2 separate regions of the Rattus norvegicus genome follow, and region 2 is linked to region 1. A link is a contact called in public Hi-C data. All regions are on one chromosome and are shown on one strand. The core of a region is the stretch at or near the end of the contact, and the rest is flanking DNA. Distances in the headings are between cores, read along the strand shown.

Region 1 (2,700 bases), core at 91-2,590:
TCAAACCAGGGTGCCCCACCCCTCCCACCCCACTCCAGCTTAAGCTCTCTTTGTCTCTCTGTCTCTCTCTGAGACAGGATCTCACCATGCAGCCCTTGGCTGGTCTTAAACTCACTTTGTAGACCAGGCTATCTCTGAATTCAAGAGATCCGCCTGCCTCAATCTCTGGAGTGATGGGATTTTAAAGGCAGATGCCACCACACCTGGGGTCCTCCAGGTCAATATCCAGTTCACCAGTTACCACAGTTCTTCTGGGAAGACAACCCATAGGCCATTCCTGCCTATCGGCTTTGCCTCTATCTTTTTGGGAGACTCCATAGTCAAGCATTTCAAACTTCAGGCTCAGCAAACTTTCTGGAGGCTAGGACACTTGGAAGTCCCACTCCAACCTGGCATCTAAATACCCATCTCCCTCTAGATCTCAGATCAACTACTACATCCTCAGGGAAGCAGTCCTGGATATTCCCCGCCCAGGTTCTTCCACCCACGTTTCCGCACCTCGAATCTCTTGCTCTACAGCTTAATACAAAGTTAACTATACAGTCACTTTTGTGTTTCTTTTGTACTATCTACTAGGCTGTGAGGCGGGCAGAGGGGCCCCATTTCATCATCTGCACCTCAGTGCCAAATAAAAGTTGCCAAATGAATGAACTTTGAAGTTAGTGCACCACGGGTTCGAGTCTTGTCATAACCGAAGACAGCCAAGGGCCTGCACGCCCTGCATGCTAGATCATCAACTAAGGGGACCTTCGTCTCGGTGTTCCCAACAACAGTGGTGACAATCTGCTCCAGCTGGACTTCCAGGTGATGTCCCAGGGAAACTACATAGAGCCACGTGGCAAGATCCTAGGGAAACGTAAACCTGCCGCTACCGGGAACCCGGGCGGGAATTACAAAGCTGCGCTAGTCGGATCAGTTTCCGGCCCGCCCACTGCACCCATGGGGAAACTGAGCCTGGGAGGTGGCTGTAAGTCGCACGGAGTAGAGCAGAGTTTAATGTTCCTCCTGCTCCCTGGCCGACATCTCTGACTCGCGCTGGTTGGGTTTCCCGGGAGGGGCGCGGGCTACTGGCTCCCTTGATCTTGCACTGGGCCGTCTGACGCTTACCTGGCCGCTCTGCTCCTTAACTTCCCGCGCCGCGCGGACGTAGCCTGCTTGCAACAGATGATGGTAAATAAGGGGAAGCAGCTCCCGCCGCTTCCTGGCCTCGGCCATGCCAGAGATCCGGCCAGGCTATTCACGTGCACGCCCCCTCGCCCCCGCTAGCCGCTTCCCTCGCGCCCTAGAACCTCATGTCCCTCACTTCCGGCCTCGCGTCACCGGGCCGCGCGGCGCGCTGGGAAATGTAGTCTTGCCGCTGGAATGGGCTATCCGGTCCAAGAGGGCTGAGCCATGGAGGTTAACCAGCTCTGCCATTGGCTCGAAGGCGTGTCCTGATCTGGATCCGCCCTCTGGGCGGCCATGATTTTAAAAAAAGAAAAAAAGGTCTCCTGCATCTAAATTCTGATTTACACTTTGAAAAGATTTGATGCCTGTGGCGCCTTTATTCATTTTTGAACTTCCTGATTACTGGCCCCTGCTTCCGATTACTTATTTCACAGTGTTTAGGTCCCACGAATAAGGCTTGAGTTGTCACTGGTGTATTGAATCTCTAAACAAACCCTTACCTGAGCTAGGACAGCACCTAGCTAGGCTTGGGGCATATAAAGAGAAACAAAGCAAGCAGTTGACTCAAAAATCACCCAGGTGGGAGACACAGCAGACAACCTAGCAGTTACAGTTCAGATGTCTGGTGCACTTTGTTGAGAGAAGACAGAGCTCAGGGAAGCATGGAGGAAGGGCACCTATCCCCCAAGAGACATTTAAAATTAGCCTCAAAGACAGCAGAGACGTTTAAGCACTGTGGAGAGGCCAGGCTGGAGGTGCTCTATGAGTCAGAATGTGAAAATTACTTTGGTATTTGGTAAGGGAACCCCAAACAACCCTGTACTGCTAGGCTGTACAGTTGGAAAGATGAAAGTCCAAAATATAGAAAAAAAAATCCCGATGTAGGCTACTGTGTTTATTGAGGGGTACAGTGACCAGGAGAGAATGGGAGTGGCCTGGGACTATTTGAGGCACCTGTTCCTCAAGGACTGGTTGGGAATATGCTGACAGCTTTCACTACGAATTTGGGTCAACACACATGTCCACTGAAGTTTAGGACCCACATAAGCACATATGATAATTAAATCCTTAGTGGTGACTGGACTTTAGAATTACCTAAGAGCTACTCCTGTGGGTGTGTCTGAGTAGGGAGTGCCTGCATTCTTCTTTCACTGTTTCCTGGCCTGCTGATGCGTAACCAATATTCCTGCCATCCTATCTTTCCTTCTGTCATGGCCTGTGAACTGTGAGCCATAGTTAATCTTTCTAATGTAAGTTGCTTCTTGTGATATCTGGCCACAGGGACAAGAAAAGTGACATTCACATTCTAGGGAGAAGCACACAGGACCAGGTGACAGGAGCAGGTGGCATGTGCTGTGTGAGGACACGGGAGACTAATCTACATTCAGACATCAGGCAGATTTGTATTGAATGCCTACTACTGGAGACCACACGGTCTGTACGCCCGCAGCGCTTCCCAGGCTAACGAGAGGGCCGAGTGTTAAATGAACAGCCGTGGCATACATCAAAGGATGGAATAACCTTTTCCTGTGG
Region 2 (2,700 bases), core at 188-2,687, 130 kb after region 1:
TTCATCTACTCGGTCCATAATGTAGCCTGCAGGGCCATGCCCGTTCCAGATCTCAGGGCCTCGCTTCTATTAGCCGGCACTGAAGTTTAGAGGTAGGTAGTGAGTTCCAAGCAGCTGTGTGGGGTTAGTCTTCTGAGAACGTGGGGTGTGAACATGTGGGCCGGAACACCAGGGTCCTGTGGAAAAAGCTCTGGGCTGTGAGTCAGACTGCACCGTATGTTTCATGTCCTTGGGAAACTATGACCCTCAATGGGCCTCTGTTTCCTCAGTCACTCAGAGAGGACAGCTTCTGGCCCGCTGTAAGTTCTTCCAGCCTGGATGCCCTCAGATTCCACCTCCTCTGGGCCCAAGATGAGTGTCTGAGGCAGCCTAGGTAGCTGGCAAGGAAAAGTCAGAGTCTCACCCAGGCTTTGTACCCCACCTGGTTCCTAGCGATGTTGAGACCCGGTGAGCCCAGTTCCTGGGTTTGGAAGAGAGCTGCCTCTGAAAGGAAGAAGGAAAGAGAACCTTCCAAAGCTTCTAAGGCAGCTTCTGTTCTGCTCCGCTGGGGCCCAGGATACCTGCTGAAGATTCCTTCATTACTGAGGACCCGGCTTCTCCTGTGTTGCCTAACTGCCAGGGTCTGGGAGGAGCTTGCAAGACGATCTTAAGTGGGGGCTGCCAGCAACGACACTGCTTGTCATGAGCACCCATGATGGGCCAGGCTTGGGGACACTGCTTCATGCTCATCACACTGTCCCACCCTCAGACCAGCTCTGGAGGAGGACACTTTTCTGACAAGCCAGTCAGTCTTGTGGCTCTCAGCCCCACAGCTTGTAAGGTCGCGGATTGGAATTTGGGTGATGATCTGTCTGGAATTCAAGCCTGAGTTCTTTGGGCTATTGTGTGGGTCTGATTTGATTCTTACCCCAGGTTTGGGGATGCCGAGGCTCAGGCCACACATCTAACAACTCTCTGCCAAGAAAAGCAGTTTCTTGTGTTTCTTTTCTGTGGCAGATGGGAGAATTCAGTTAACCCTAGATTCTAGACAGCTCTGCCTGAATCTTCATCACCCAAACACAGCAAAAACTACCCAGATGTAAAGGTTGACTTACTTTCCTTTGTAGTCCCATGTTTGCTGGTGTGGGAGCCCTGGTTTGAGATAGTCAGTAAATCAGGCAACATGTAACATGGCTTTGATTCACACAGCAAATCAAGGTAAATAGCAGAGACACATATTTTGGAGTCAAAACCTGGGTTCAAACAAGACCCGGAGTCTGAATGTCCACTATCTTTACCATTCGTAGCTCTTGGGACCACATTCCCCACCTCCCACCCCACACTGGGCCTCAGTCTCTTGTGTGAAACCAGGCTAATGATCTTTCTCTCTCAGGAACAAGGATGGGTGAGATCATCCGTATACAGTGTCAGGTCCCCGCAGAGCCTGCCTGGCACGAGTTGGGGACTCGGAAGCCAGTACTTGGTTCTTCATGACTGTCACTGTCATTATTGTTTGTGTCCCCTCCTACCTTACAGTGCGCAAACAGGAAATTATCAAAGTGACAGAGCAGCTGATCGAAGCCATAAGCAATGGAGACTTTGAATCCTACACGTGAGTTAGCCAGGCTCATTCTGCATGTGCTGCCTGGATTGGGTTCAGGGGCGCTAATCTGTGGGTTTCCGAGCCCACTCACTCTCTGCATGCAAATGAGATGGAGTCTTTTCTGTTCCGAGCTCGGGTCGGAGCAGCTCACGTCACTTCCTGTCACTCTTCCGGCTAGCCTGAGTCCTGGAGGAGCTCCAAGTAAAGCTGCTTTGCCTCTCCCCAAGAAATAAGGGTGGTCTGTACCCTAGCACGGGGAAGTGGGTAATTGAGGCCAGTCCTTCTCTATCCTACCCAGTCCTTCTCTATCCTGCCCAGTGGGTCTGAGTCTTTGCCGTGGGTCTTTGATCTCAACTGAGCAGGAGCAGGCAGGGACCCAGAGAGTGTACATCTTTAGTGATCAAGAGTGAGCAAGGTGGAACCCGCTCACTCTTAAACCCGCTGGGGGATAAGGCACAGTCTCGAACAGAATTAACTGTCCTCTGCTCACATACCTGCTCCAGCCCCTGGAGGCATGACTGTGTGCATAAGCTGGGCTTCAGCGCCCCCTAGTGGTGATCACACCTTTGCTGGTCTGGTCCAGAAGTAAGTCTCCCGCCTAGCCCAGAGAGAATGAATGGATGTTCTGGATGTAGGCCTACGCATTTTGACCAGCGCTAATTGGATCTGGACCTGGCAGTCCCACACATGCTTTTTTTTGGTGGGCAAAAGCGTCCAACCAAGACAGTGTGACCCTTGCCTGTGGGGTGAATGTGAGGTGGGAACAGCCTGACAGGCATGATCTCAGGGTGACTGAAGCTGCAGTTGTATGTTCTAAACACGGGAACTAAATTCAGTCACTGGAAAATCACTGGCTGTCTCTGGAGGAATAAGGTATATGAGAGGCACATGTGTAAGCCCAGGATGCACGGGTGTGTGTGCTGGAGGATATTAGGGTGTCTCATTAAAGAATGGGAGCTGACTGTTCACCAGTCTTTTGGGTAGACCTGGAAAAGCTAAGTCAGGTTGTTATCAAGTCAGAGTGATTCTGAAAAGCCACAGCCAGGAGCAAAGTAGTGATGTGGCCTTTCTTGCTGTCACAGGAAAACTCTCCCCCTCTGTAATGTTATAGGCTATGA

Evidence for each region. Hi-C and Micro-C count contacts between places; a contact is called where the count stands out from the background.
Region 2: a Hi-C map of liver shows a contact between it and region 1, with 3 times the contacts expected there. The contact joins the enhancer-like site here to the promoter of Tcof1 in region 1. A contact is called at or near these places in 11 of 12 Hi-C or Micro-C datasets (the A7r5 cell line, the Rat2 cell line, Schwann cells and 6 more) and 1 of 1 datasets of contacts at active chromatin or transcription factors (oligodendrocytes).

Annotation. Positions count from the first base shown.
Region 1 is chr18:56,569,387-56,572,086 of GRCr8, forward strand. Tcof1 (treacle ribosome biogenesis factor 1) reads right to left here and starts at 1,341. Exons shown (of 26, transcript NM_001395127.1): 1 at 1,108-1,341. The coding sequence starts at 1,215.
Region 2 is chr18:56,699,539-56,702,238 of GRCr8, forward strand. It overlaps Camk2a (calcium/calmodulin-dependent protein kinase II alpha), which reads left to right. Exons shown (of 18, transcript NM_012920.1): 15 at 1,516-1,591. Among named protein-coding and RNA genes, the nearest start is that of Slc6a7, 37 kb to the right of the region's middle. Within about 2 kb of position 1,438, at least 41 of the 93 cell types and tissues checked have an H3K27ac peak or open chromatin away from gene starts, as enhancers often do. A contact at or near this core is called in the A7r5 cell line and liver, where this site is marked.